Linked DNA regions of Zea mays: region 1 is linked to region 2. The links are chromatin contacts, called in public Hi-C maps. All regions are on one chromosome and are shown on one strand. Each heading gives the region's core, a stretch centred on a gene start, on an enhancer-like site or on the middle of the called end of the contact. The rest is flanking DNA. Distances are from core to core; before and after follow the strand shown.

What was found. A called contact is a pair of places that touch in the nucleus more often than the background predicts.
Region 1: a Hi-C map of endosperm shows a contact between it and region 2, with 6 times the contacts expected there. The contact joins the promoter of LOC100192071 here to the promoter of LOC100274424 in region 2. A contact is called at or near these places in 2 of 25 Hi-C or Micro-C datasets (ear and endosperm).

Annotation. Positions count from the first base shown.
Region 1 is chr2:24,966,525-24,972,832 of Zm-B73-REFERENCE-NAM-5.0, reverse strand. It overlaps LOC100192071, which reads right to left and starts at 1,759. Exons shown (of 2, transcript NM_001137494.2): 1 at 1,392-1,759.
Region 2 is chr2:24,840,181-24,847,123 of Zm-B73-REFERENCE-NAM-5.0, reverse strand. It overlaps LOC100274424 (transferase), which reads left to right and starts at 5,190. Exons shown (of 1, transcript NM_001148783.1): 1 at 5,190-6,775. The coding sequence starts at 5,213. The coding sequence ends at 6,241. LOC103648484 (RING-H2 finger protein ATL67) reads right to left here and starts at 4,601. Exons shown (of 1, transcript XM_008672950.2): 1 at 3,669-4,601. The coding sequence starts at 4,499. The coding sequence ends at 3,669. It also overlaps the pseudogene LOC103648485.

The DNA of each region.
Region 1 (6,308 bases), core at 510-3,009, 130 kb before region 2:
CAGGTCCTGAACAGATTACCAGTTATTACCACAGATCCTTAAAAAAATTATATTCAGACAAACGGCTGGGGAAGACCAAAAGAGCAGATATGAATAACAAAGGAAAGTATGAGATAGGCTCAAGGTGTACGCCCTAATCTCCAATATATGTTTGTGGTCACATGTTGATATTTTGGTGGTTGTGGAGCTTCTTCCAAAGGAGCATCATTGAAAAACAACAATAGGTGGGGGTACTGATGAGGACTGCAGCAAGGGTGGGGTAGCCACAACACTTGGTATATTCCATGGAACTAAACACACTAAAAAGATCATCATTTAAACATTTAGTTATCAACAAAAAGTAAAATAACCCAGTGATAATTGCACCTACTAGAAGGGCAGGTCTAGTGCAGTGGTGAGAACTGTCTCACTAAGTTATTAGCAGCTCGTTTGCAGGGAAAGACTTGCCTTGGTTTATCCCTTCACCAGACCCCATTCATGTGGGAGCATCCAGCACTGGGTCTACTCTTTTTGATAACTGCATCTACTGTACTCTAATCAGGAAACGATGAATAGTTTGTCCACCAGCTCCGTGGAAATTTCTAATTAGCTCTGGTCCCATATGTGACATGACCATCATTTTTATATACAGGTAAAGCTTCAGCGAGTCTTTTCTAAGTTAAAACACATCTTAATTACATCAAGTACCTACAAATGAAGCTCAAAGAGATCATTTCCTACAGTTCCAGTTCTGTTTTGCGGTTCATGACTGATCCTAATAGATATGCACAGCAAGAATTGATATTGAATGTGAATGTTGTGCTTGACCAACAGAAGCTGTGAAACTCTATAAATAAACAAGCCGCTAGGTTGGATGTGTGTGAGCTTACCATATTATGGATTTTAAGCACGTTTCCACAAGAGTTTCATCTAAATTTAGGCGTGCCGGTGAATTACGTGGCGTGTATTATATTCCATATGCATCGTGATGCATTTAACTATACACACTAAAGCTATACGAGAACCAAGAACAAAGCACCGCCTTGAAATAACACGGAACATACGTCACAATTCGAATGCGGATACTAGTAGGTTTCAAAAAGTAACCACATGGAGCACTAAGCTATACGAGAGAGATTTCTTCAAAGCCAGGTATGAAATGCTAGCTTTAAACAGATATGCAAATTGATGCAATTTTAACCCCGGGAAGAAGGGTCGGACGAATCATTTTGGAACATAAACTAAACTGGTAGGTGCGCACGAATCCGCCACAACAAAAGAAAAACAAATGGACGGGTTTGAGAATCCTTCTCGGAAAGAGAGGTTCGGATTTGGCTTGTCAAGTACTCCTGATCCAATTGCCGAACAAGGAAAGAACAAGCCGTGCAAGCAAAAGACAATAGGTTCCTTACCAGCAAAGGAAGAAATCAATCCGAGCTCGGATGGATCTGCGCTGCACGCAGGTACAGCACCGCCAGCGAGGATGACGACGACGGCAGCGTCGGCGGCGGGCGGCGGCTAGGTCGCGGAGATATGACACAAGGCGCTTCGGTCGAACGAGGCCCGGAGATGGTTTCTGGGCGGTGGCGCGAGGCCGCGGCGGTGCTTCGGGCGAGGAACGCGGTGGCGGGGAGCAGGACGCGGCGGCACGGCAGCCGGCGGCGTTAATGGGGCAGGAGGAGCAGGCGGGCAGGCGGCAGGCCGATGATGACAAGAGAGGCGGATTTCGGAGGGAGGCTCCGTCAAGGGGTATATAATGAGTGGGGGGATTCGGCTCGGCTAAACGAGGGAGGAGAATGAAAAAAAAACAGCTCCGCTTGGCTCGCAAGAAAGTCTTTAAAAGCTTCTTAAAGACAACTATTAACATACTGTAACAGTTATATTGAGCGAATAAAATGAATAAGGAGTTTAGTTTATCTTTTCAATGAGTTTTTAAATAGTTATAGCTTCCTAAAACTCGAAATCGGACGTGAAAGGGAAAATCACGCCGCAGATAGCCGTCGTTCTTGACGATTAACACATATACTGACAGCAGAGCAGTTACTGGCAGTAGGAAGAATCGGCATGGTCGCCATTGTTCGTGGTGCACGTAGCCCGTGGCCGATAATATGGCCGATCCGTCCGTACTAATCGGACGAAGATAACAGATAAGGCTTATCCGCTCCAACGCTCTCGTCTCGAGTCACCGCCATTGCCGCCTTTTGAGCGCTGAGCGACACGAAGCTTTCCGTCCGGCCCTGGCCTTCCGGTAGTGTGCAGTGCTTTCCCCAGTGGACCCTGCTGCCCTTCTCACCTTTTGCAACGTGTGATCCCGTGCATTTGTACATTGAGAGACAAGCTTAGGACATGTAAAGTGATGTTTAATATAAATGTTTTTAGGATGTTTAAAGAAATATTTGTACATCGTCGAGTCGTCTCTTCGTGAAGAGACGTCTCTAGTTCGTAGCTCAAGTAGTAACAAATGTCTCACTTTTACTGTACGAATTCGTTGTCTCTTTCTATCGATTGATGCTGCACAAACACATCTACTTCTGTATTTATTAATAGGCTATATTTATATACACTCCATTGTATAATAGAGTATTTTAGTTATCTCTTTCTGCTTAGAGAACCGTTTAGTGTCTCTCCACCTTAGGGCATGTACAACTCTAAACACTTAGAATGGTTTTCTAAATACAAGAGATAGTTAACATATTGTATGATTCAACCTTGAGCCTCTAGATAATAAACGCGGTCAAGACATATTCCATGTGTTTGGTTGCAGTATGAGTCTAGCCAGTCCGGTATGAGTCTAGCCAGTATCGTTAGAATCAGGATGAGTCCATGCAAGCGGTTTTGTTTGGTTGTTTGTACATGCTTGTGCATATTAGACACCGACTTTGTTTGGTTGTTTGCACTGAGACGTGAGTGTATAAATAAATCTCTAATATTATATAGTATGATTGGCCTAGTTTTGTCCACCAAAGTCTTAAAAACACTAATATAAAATTAGTTAGTTGATCAAATCTTTTAAATTAAAAGATATAATAAAAAACAATCCAAAATGTATTCTCGTTTTGCATGCTGCATGTAGCGACCGACTGTGTCCAGCCTGGGCGCACGCGTACGCGAGATACGGGTGTATGGTGTGGGCCTGGCTGGAACTAGTCAATATCTGTATTTGACGATCCTGCATCTGTAACCTGACCCACGGGTGCAGATGCATGCGAGCAGCAGTCAACCAAACACACAGATTATGTATAGAGAGTAGTGTAGAGATAGGTTCTTCGCGAAAAACTCATCTCTTGATTTTTTTTTTGTTCACTTAGCCCATTATAGACCCCTCAAGAGACACCTCATGCCCTTAGGACGTGTACAACCTAAAGACCTTCAAACGATTTTCTAGATACAAGAGACAGTTACGAGATCGTATGATACAACTCAGAGTCTCCTGATAATTAATGCAATCAATAGACAACTTGTATAGAGAGGCGTGAAGAGACGAAGATCGTCTCTTGAATTTTTTCACTTAACCCCCTAGAGATCACTTAAAAAAATCTCACATTTAATTAGGTTGTACATACCCTTAGGGTCCGTTTGGCAAGTCGTCTTGTCAAAAACAACTATGGCTCTGCCTTTTTCTAAAAACTGCTTTTTTGTTAGCCGAAGCCATTTCACAAATCGTTTGACAGAAACGACTTATTGTAAAGCCAGAGTTGTTTCCCTGTATTAAAGTGTCAGAGTCAGTGCCAGTGTTTGTGGCCTCTTCTTCGTAGTACAAAAACTTCTCTATCTTTTAGGTGTTTTTTACGATAAGTTGTTTAAAAAATGTTTGGCAAGACTCTAACTTTTTTCCAGAGAAAAACCAGAGTTGAGACCCTGCCATATGGTCTCTTATTCTTCAATCATAGCAACTTCTCCTGATCACAAGCTCGTGTTGTAAAAATTGCATTCATTGTATTATGTTGATATTTAAATTATGCTTCACACCTAGGGTTTGTATAATCTAGTTAAGATAACCATCCAAAAGCGTAAGAAGAATCTTAACTTGGGATTAAATTTGAGAAGCAACTAGATTTAATATTCGTTTCTAATCACGTATGAATGTGTGTTGTTTTATCGTTTGTCTTGTCGAAGTTCGGGGAAGTCTTGTTATTTTAAATATGGGGAGTGTTCAATGCTCAATTCATCTTAAAACATCTATTAAATTTACCATAAACTCATCTCTCATTGTGTATTTTCTTAAAAAATATTTAGCTCAAGACAAACTATTTCAAAAAACAGAGGGTTTAAGAAAGGTCACTTATATATACTAGTCTCTGCCATGTCTTTTTTGACGTTTATTAAAGTTGGGACTTAGCTTAGAGAAATCGCAGCATAGAAATTGCTAAAGTTTACTTTTTGTGGCGTCAAACGGGACCATCGGGCCAGGAGTCAGACCGGTCCAATGATCCTTAGATCCTATATGTGTGTGGAATAATGTATTCATTCTGTCTAATGGCCTATTTTCTTAAGATGTCGTACCGTTCGATGGTATTATCTTGTGTTACTGTGTTTCTACATAACGAGAATGTATCTTTAGATGTTGTGCAAGGCCTTTAGAGAACTCTTTGCACACTCATCGGACCATGTGCTATGGTCCGACAGTGTAGTGTTGGACGGTCCAACAACCGAATTGTGTCCCTATTGGGAGAAGGATAAGGTAATATAGACAGAGAGCATTTATAAGTGGAAGCTTGCTGATATAGAGACCTAGAGTGCTCTTAAGATAGCATAGAAAGCTAAGAGGGATGGTAACGAGCATATTTAGGCCTGCAAACGAGGTGGGTGTAAGTGGGTATTTTAGGTGGGTTTAAGAAATGATTTTGTTTTGGTGGGTTGTGATGGTTTTTAATTGTGAATGGGTTGAGTTGGGTGGGTTTATTTTGTATTGTGGGTCGAAATGGTTGGTACCCATGAGTGTAGATGGGTTTGCATATGCGTGGGCTTCTATGGGTCTTCACCAATTCGTAGACCTTAAGACTGTATTCGAGTCGACTCCCAATTTAGTCCCAAATCCCAATATAACCAACTCAACCCTAACTCTCTAAGTCTTCACCCGTGCACGGACTGTCGCATCCTACTTCCTTCCCCGGCGGCCGGCACTCCCCTCTCTCCAAGTCTTCGCCTCGGCGGACGGAGCTCCCCTGGCCCCTGCTGACACCCGACGCTAATTAGACACTTCCACACAAGGTTCTTTTGTTTTCACTTCTAGGGAGATTTATGCGTCGTTCGTGGGCTTCTGATGTTACCTAGATGTGCCCTTCCATTGTTGCTAGCTTCGAGCTTGATTAGAGACTCTTTCCATAGCTGCTAGTTTATGTTTCTTGCCAAAAAGATAATTGTTCATTAAGGATCTTTAACAGATGTTTTTTGTTATTCTCTCGAGACCTAAATGTTCATCGACCAAACTTGTTTTTGTATCATTGTATAATATTATTGTCACTGTTTTTGTATGTCGTGGACTATGTTTTTGTATGTCATTGAAACTACCTATAAAATTGTCACTGTGTATCAGTGTATGTGTATGCAGTTGGCTTGATGTGAGACAATAAGCTGAAACCACGGGGTTTCCACCCAATTACGGGTTGGTTTAGGGTCAATAATATTATTGGATTGGTGTGGAATAGATATCAAAGTTATTAGATTTGGGTATAGGTGGGCGTGGGTTCGATTTTTTTTGCCATTAGCAGGCCTAGGCATATTTTACTCGCGTGCCCGTGGATAAAAAACCCTATACTAATACGGGTTTAATTCTCATTAGATGATTTTTTTTCTCGTGAGTATGAAAATATTATACCGTATCCACATACCCGTAATATATATATAGGTGAAAGGGAAATGTGCCCTTGGGCCATTTCTAAGTATTTTGGTGATTGAGTGCCAACTCAAGTGCTTAAAATGTGAATTTATGCAATGGATGAACAAAGTGCAAATCAAGAGCAAAGGTATGTTTCTAAGTCTTAGTACATTGGTTTTGTGTACTAATATTCTTGTCTAAGTGTTAGAAAACAGGAAGAAGAAGAGGAGTGGAGGGCTGCTTCGGGCTGGGGCACCAGACTGTCCGGTGTGCACCGGACAGTGTCCGGTGCGCCAGACCAGCGCGGAGCAAACCAGCCGCTCTCGGGTTTTTCTCCGGCGACTTCGGCTAAAATTCACCGGACTGTCCGGTGTGCACCGGACTGTCCGGTGAGCCAACGGTCGGCCGAGCCAACGGTCGGCCGCGGAATCTGCGCGCGACACGTGGTCTGGCCAACGGTCGGAAGGAAGCACCGGACTGTCCGGTGTGCACCGGACTGTCCGGTGCGCCA
Region 2 (6,943 bases), core at 3,941-6,440:
GGTCATCCAGATGCCCACTGCGAATTAGTGATAACAATATCATCAGCAGAAATTTCCAAGCTCGAATCGAATTAGAAGAGAATACTGCGAAGGACGTCCATGTCACAACCCAAAAGGCCTCAAAGGACCAGGCAGGATAGCAGAAAGTACTCACATGTGTTCATCGTTTTGCTCCGGGTCATAAATCAAATTTTCGATTGAACCATGGAGAGGTGAGTCGCTTGGCCTTCTCGGTATGTGGAAAGTATATGGACATGTCAGCTCCAGGAGAGACTATATTGAACTTTGGATCGAAGACATCGATCCCATGGACAACTCGGAGTAAAGGCAATATGACTCTCATACTGTCCAACAATATTTTTGCTGAGAAAAAAATTAGAATAAGTATATATATGAGCGTCTTGTAGAAAATTAAGAATAGCTATTATCCATATGTGATCACAGTCCATGCAAGATTAATGCATGAAAAAGCATGGATTGCATGTTACCATAATTACAATCAATACAGTAACTTAACATCAGAACAGTATATGCATGAGCGAGGTAAACATGATTCAGTGTGCATGCAAATTAATTGGTGAATGCTAAGTCCCAGAAGAAATCTACAGTGGCCAACAAGACGGAAACAGAATAAAAACCTTCCAGCAATTTCTTGGTATGTGCTGGTGATGATAAAATCAGCATTGTTCATAGCAATTATATCAGTAGTGAACTGACAGGAGAAATGGTACTTCTCATCAAAATTCTTCCAAAATATGTCTGAATCTGGATACTTAGTCTTTTCCAGAGCATGAGCAATGTTGCACTGCAAGGACCATGCATATATGGTTAGTAACGAAACAAATGTAAGACCTCAAGTATGATTAACAGGGCATACATGGGTAATTCCCATCTTGTAAGATAGCAACGATGCCACAAGATTTCCATCACTGTAGTTTCCAATTATGAAGTCTGGAGTACCTTGTAATTCAGCAGCAATTTCACCAGCAGCATCCTATATAAAAAAGGAAAATACAGCTTTTGTCAAATGGGGAAGACCATTGAAGTAGAAAATGTCATATAAAAAAAGAACCGGTACACAGAAAATTTGCATATAAGAAATCAACACTTGCAAAGGCAGAAATGTTGCTTTTTCATGCAACTCTACTGGAAATAATTTGGATTCTTACCTTTTGAGTGTTGGACCTTTTCTTAATATGTACTCTCTCCATTACAAGTTGTAAGTTGTCTTGCTTTCTAGGTATATAATTTTCACTGAGTTACATAGTAAAACTACAAATCTAGAAAAAAAAACTGAATTACAATTTGAAATTGAGGGGGTATCAAATATCGTCTCCTAACTAACTATTCACAGATTTTACATTGTACCATGAAGTCATAAGGTACTTTCCTCAGATTTTTTTCATTAAAAGAAGCTCAGCAAATGTTTCCAGATATGGCCACACATCAAATCTTGATATCCATTTCTTAAGTATCCCGTTTTCATTTCTGAAGGGAACTCGTAAAATGTAAGTATGTTGTGTTCCACTAATTCTCTCAAGCCGTTGATTGCATGATGTTCCTTTTGCATCTGGTATCAGCCGAGTAACCTAAAACAAATAAGTAAATAATTAAATGAGCCTTGCTAGGGTCTGATACCCCATAAAAAGTAATATCTCGAACAAATCGTGGCCATTGATTTTTGAAAATTATGAACCAAAATAACTAAGAGACCACAAAAGCAAATACCAATAAAATAAAAACAAATCCCCTAATTTTAGGTGGACGGCATCCCATCTCACTGGAAACCTAGGCCAGTTTGTGCACGCGCTTCCATGCATGTGACCAGAAAAGAACATCGTCTGTGCAACTACTCTGCTTGTTAGCTGGTGTTTGGTTCCCTAGACTGAAGTTTAGTTGATGTCATATCAAATGTTTGAATATTAATTTTATATATTAAATATATGTTTAATAAATATGTCTTCTATTTTAGTCTTCATCTGTGTAATTAGATTTATAATCAGACTGGAGTTTAGTTCGTGTCATATCAAATTACCGACACTTAGGTTTAGATATATGCTATTTCAAGATATAAATTGAAAATACCAATAAATTGAAAATTGTTAATAGCGGTTAACCAGGGTGTTTCGGATTCGCAGTACCATGTGATGTACACATCAAAATAGATAAAGGTAACCCCACAATTAAACTTACCATGCAATCGCTCGAATAGTGATCCATTTGAAACATACTCGAAGACCATCATCCAGATGAAGGGTTTTCATCTTCACAATAACCCACAAGGTTCATAAGATTTTTATGGTTTACACTCGATAAGGCTTCAACCTAGAAAGCAAGGCATAACCATCCTGAAAACTCAATATCTTACAGACTGGAAATAGAATGAAATAGAATGATCAATTTTATACCTTATTCATGAAATGTGCTTCAGCTATAACGAACCACAATGCACAGCTCATCTAGCAGTTCAGGAGCTGGTTTGATTTGTGCCCAAAAGAAGTACGTACATGAAAATCTAAGAAAAATAAACATTATATAGACTGGAACACATACTTTTAGTTCTTCAAAGTCCCTATTTGCTTCCATCAAGCCCTCTAAGGCTTTGATTGCTTTTGTAAGCTCCTACCACCAGTCTCCTCTTGCAATTTGTCCAAGTTAGTTACATATTTCAGGTCTTCTGACTTACCATTTGCTTCTCGTGATATGTAAACCATGGCCCTTTCCATTACCTCATTAAATATCCACTAACTGACTTCCTTTAACAGATGAAGATATTTGGAGATCAACCGAACAATATCCTCCATGTGTGCTACATTATACTAAAATAATTGTAGCATAAAAGGCGTAAGTAATATCAAAGTGTCTCCAATGAAAATGGTTATGCTAGCTCAACTAAGATAATATGGATCAAACCTGACCATCACCAGCATCAGTGAGCCTCATGCTTGCTGAGAAAAAAAATACTCATTATTGCCATTGCTCTCTCTAGCATTAAGTTAACGACCCATCCTATAGTAGTTAGATTAGATATGTTACAGGTTGACGAGTAAAGGATGACATGACTATACTCGAGTAGATAAGGTTAGCAAAATCATAAGTACAACAACCATTTGTGGAAGTAAACTTACCTAGTTCCTTTATAATATGGAAGATGGACCCCTCGCCTTCATGTCCAATTAGGTGACTTAGATAATGTCAAGGACCAATTGTGTAAAACTGGATGCTAGGTGTAATTGACCATATAATTCTTAGATAGCCCCCTTCTTTTTTTGACATAAGATGGTCCCCTTCTTCTATTAGCAGTGCTTTGACAAGATGTATAGCAAGTAGATATGAGAAATCACCCACATTTGCCTCTGACAAATAGAACTGCCAAATGCGCTGGTAAATAGAACCATTAAGCAGTCCATCCTCTACCTGCAAATGTTCCCCTGAAAGAGGATGACTTGGACATTTGAAGCTTCTCTGATCAATGCTTTTTTGTCACTAAACATACGCTCAACCAAGCCCTGAATGTAAAGAACAACAATATTTCCAAACAATCAAATATAACCAAAATAATTAATATTCCATAATGCCCCTATATTGATTATACCCAATGTAAAGAATTGCTTAGCATATTGAGCCATCAGTTGTTTATGTATAGCTTGGGTTTGACAGTGCAGAATTCAGGAACCAAAAACTGCAAAGGAGAGAAAACGGGGAAGGACCTGAGAGGACCTGCAGACGGGGCAGGACGCGCTCCGGCTCAGCCAGGCGTCGAGGCACGCGACGTGGAAGCCGTGCCTGCACTCGGGCATCACGCGCAGCGTCTCGCCGTCCCTGTACTCGCTGAGGCAGATGGAGCACATGGCGTCAGCCTCGGCGGCCTTGCTGGAGAAGGCGACCTTGGGGTAGGAAGCGATGGCGGCCGCGTCGAGCCCGACGGGGGAGCAGGCCGCGGCGGCGGAGGAGGAGGGGTAAGCGTCGTCTTTGGGGGACTCGGACCCCTCCGCGACGAAGAGCACGCGCGGGACGGTGATGGAGAGGTGGCCAGAGCTGGACGCCGTGGTGACTGCTTCCCCGGCCCAGTAGTCCCCGCCGCGGCCGAAGCAGAAGTAGAAAGCCAGCAGGAAGGAGGCAAACAGGATGAGGAAGCCGAGCGCGATGGCGATGGAGTAGCCGAGGCCCAGGTTGGAGAGCTGAGGTCGTGCCGTCGTGGAGCTGACCGAGGGGCGGCCGGAACGGACGGTTGAGCGCTCCATCGTGCGGACGGAGGAAGAAACGACTGCTGTGCGCGCGACCATGGGCCGCCCAAACCTAATTGGAGTATGGGCCGCACCAAAAAAGCAGCCCAAAACGCCTGCACTGCTGTATTGTTGTATTGTCTTGCAAAACTTTAGTACCATATTGGCTAGTAAAGGAGACATGGAGCGGCTTATAAGCTTTGGCGCGGTGGCTGAACTGATTAGTTTCAAATGGTGGCTGAACTGGTGGTCAGTTTCAACTCGCGCATGCATAAGAATTTTTGCTGGACACCTGCGTGTACGACCTGTGGGGGCAGAACCAGAGCCATGGCAGAACAGGTCAAAGGCAGAACAAGTCAATGGCAGACTACTATTGCTTACTTAATAAGTAGTAGAGATTTTATTTAATCAATGTCTACTTACATGAAATATAGAAACCTTAACAAATGTATGGGAAATTAACTAGTTAATTATTATAGCAGCACAACCGATCGCACTAATTTTCGGAGATTGGAAAGCTTATTTAATCGGTTATCATTTTTTAATAAAATGATAAATATGACGTTGAAAACCACTTCTAACCAGATCGTAAGCTGTCCAAACGTAGGAAGCTGTCCAAACTGTGGAAAGAGATTCAAAAAATTTGAAAACGTAGGAAGCTGTCCAAACTCGCAGAATCGCGGGTTCCAGGCTTCGAGCCAAACGTTTGGGCTTTGGTCTAGCCGCACGCCTGCACTCCACGGGCCGTTTCTCTGCACAACCAATTAACCAAACACCCGGGAAAACGCAGAAACCCCACTCCGTAAAACCACAGGAAACCTCACACGTCTTCCTCCGTCCAGCCTGTCTCCGGCCGGCCCCCCGCCTTCCTTAACTCCGCATCATCCCCTTCCAATCTCGTCTTCCCAGCACCCGAACCGATCAAATTCACTTCCGCTCGATTCTCCGGGAGGGGGAGGGTAGCTGAAGGACATCCCGGGGACGCAATGCGCGTCCTCGCCGTGTTCCTCCTCGGCGCAGCGTTCGCGGCGGCGGCCGGAGGCGGCGGGGAGCTTCCGGAGTTCCGGGAAGCTCCGGCGTTCCGCAACGGCGCAGCCTGCGCGGACGCGCCGACGATCCACATCGCGATGACGCTGGACGGCACCTACCTGCGGGGCTCCCTCGCCGGCGTCCTCTCCGTGCTCCGCCACGCCGCCTGTCCGGAGTCCGTCGCCTTCCACTTCGTCGCCTCCTCGGCCTCCCCGGCGCGCCGCCTCGCCTCGCTCCGCCGTGCGCTGGCGGCTGCCTTCCCCACGCTCCCGGCCACCGTGCATCGCTTCGACGCACGCCTCGTCCGGGGCAAGATCTCCTCATCCGTCCGGCGCGCGCTCGACCAGCCCCTCAACTACGCCCGCATCTACCTCGCGGACCTCCTGCCGCGCTCCGTCTCCCGCGTGCTCTACCTCGACTCCGACCTCCTCGTGGTCGACGACGTGGCCCGCCTCTGGGCGACCGACCTCGGCCCCGACGCCGCCCTCGCTGCCCCCGAGTACTGCCACGCCAACTTTACCTCCTATTTCACCGACGCGTTCTGGAGCCACCCCGAGTACACCGCCGTCTTCGCCAACCGGACGCGCGTCCCCTGCTACTTCAACACCGGGGTAATGGTCATCGACCTGGACAGGTGGCGCTCCGGTGGGTACACCGCGAAGCTGGAATACTGGATGGAGGTGCAGAAGCAGGAGGCCAGGATTTACGAGCTGGGCTCCCTCCCGCCGTTTCTCCTGGTGTTCGCCGGCGAGGTGAAAGCCGTGGAGCACCGGTGGAACCAGCACGGGCTCGGCGGCGACAACGTGGCGGGGCAGTGCCGGCAGCTGCACCCCGGTCCGGTTAGCCTGCTGCACTGGAGTGGGAAGGGGAAGCCGTGGCTGCGGCTGGACGCCGGGCGGCCGTGCCCGCTCGACGCGCTCTGGATGCCCTACGACCTCCTTCGCCGCCGCGGCGCTCGGGACGATCTCCTCGCCGCCGTCTCCTGACAATGCTGTCCGCGCATCGCTGCAGGGCGATCGATTTGCTCGCGTCCGATCGGATCATATGCCACGGCGCTTGGCTGCTCCGCTCGTTCCGTCGTCCCACGGGTCGGCGTCGGTCACCAAGTCACAGACACGTTGGACCCACCTGGACACTCTCCTCTCCGCATGGGTCCATGCGCAATGGCGTTAGTTGGTGTGGCCCTGTCGGTACTGAAGTCCGTCGGCCCCACTCGTTGGTGGCGGATGGGGATTTTTGGGGTGGGGGCCAAGGTGAAATTCAGACATGGGCTGTGTACAGCTGTTGTTTTTGGCCTGTTGGGATATTAGTTCTATATTCTTTTTATTGTGTTCTTGTTGTAGATTCTTGAAGAATCTACCTCCATATAATAGACAATAGTGCAGGCACAGGTTTATCACCGTGGAATAAAATTGGGTATATTTGGAATTAGGGTTTATATATATTTATATTGTACATGATCGTCAGAGGTTAGGGCTCAGCAGGTGGAAACAAGGAGAGTTGTTCTTGGGAAATGCCATAAAGGTTGCTGTAGTTTTATTTATTAGTTATTGTACGAATGCAAGCTGCTATTTTAAATCCATTGATCGCAGTGCACAGCTAGCCAGATTTGAGATGTCGTTTTGCTCCCAGAATGAAAAGAAAAGCCACTCTTCTAACTTTAGCTGAAGCAAAAAACAAAAGGCTAA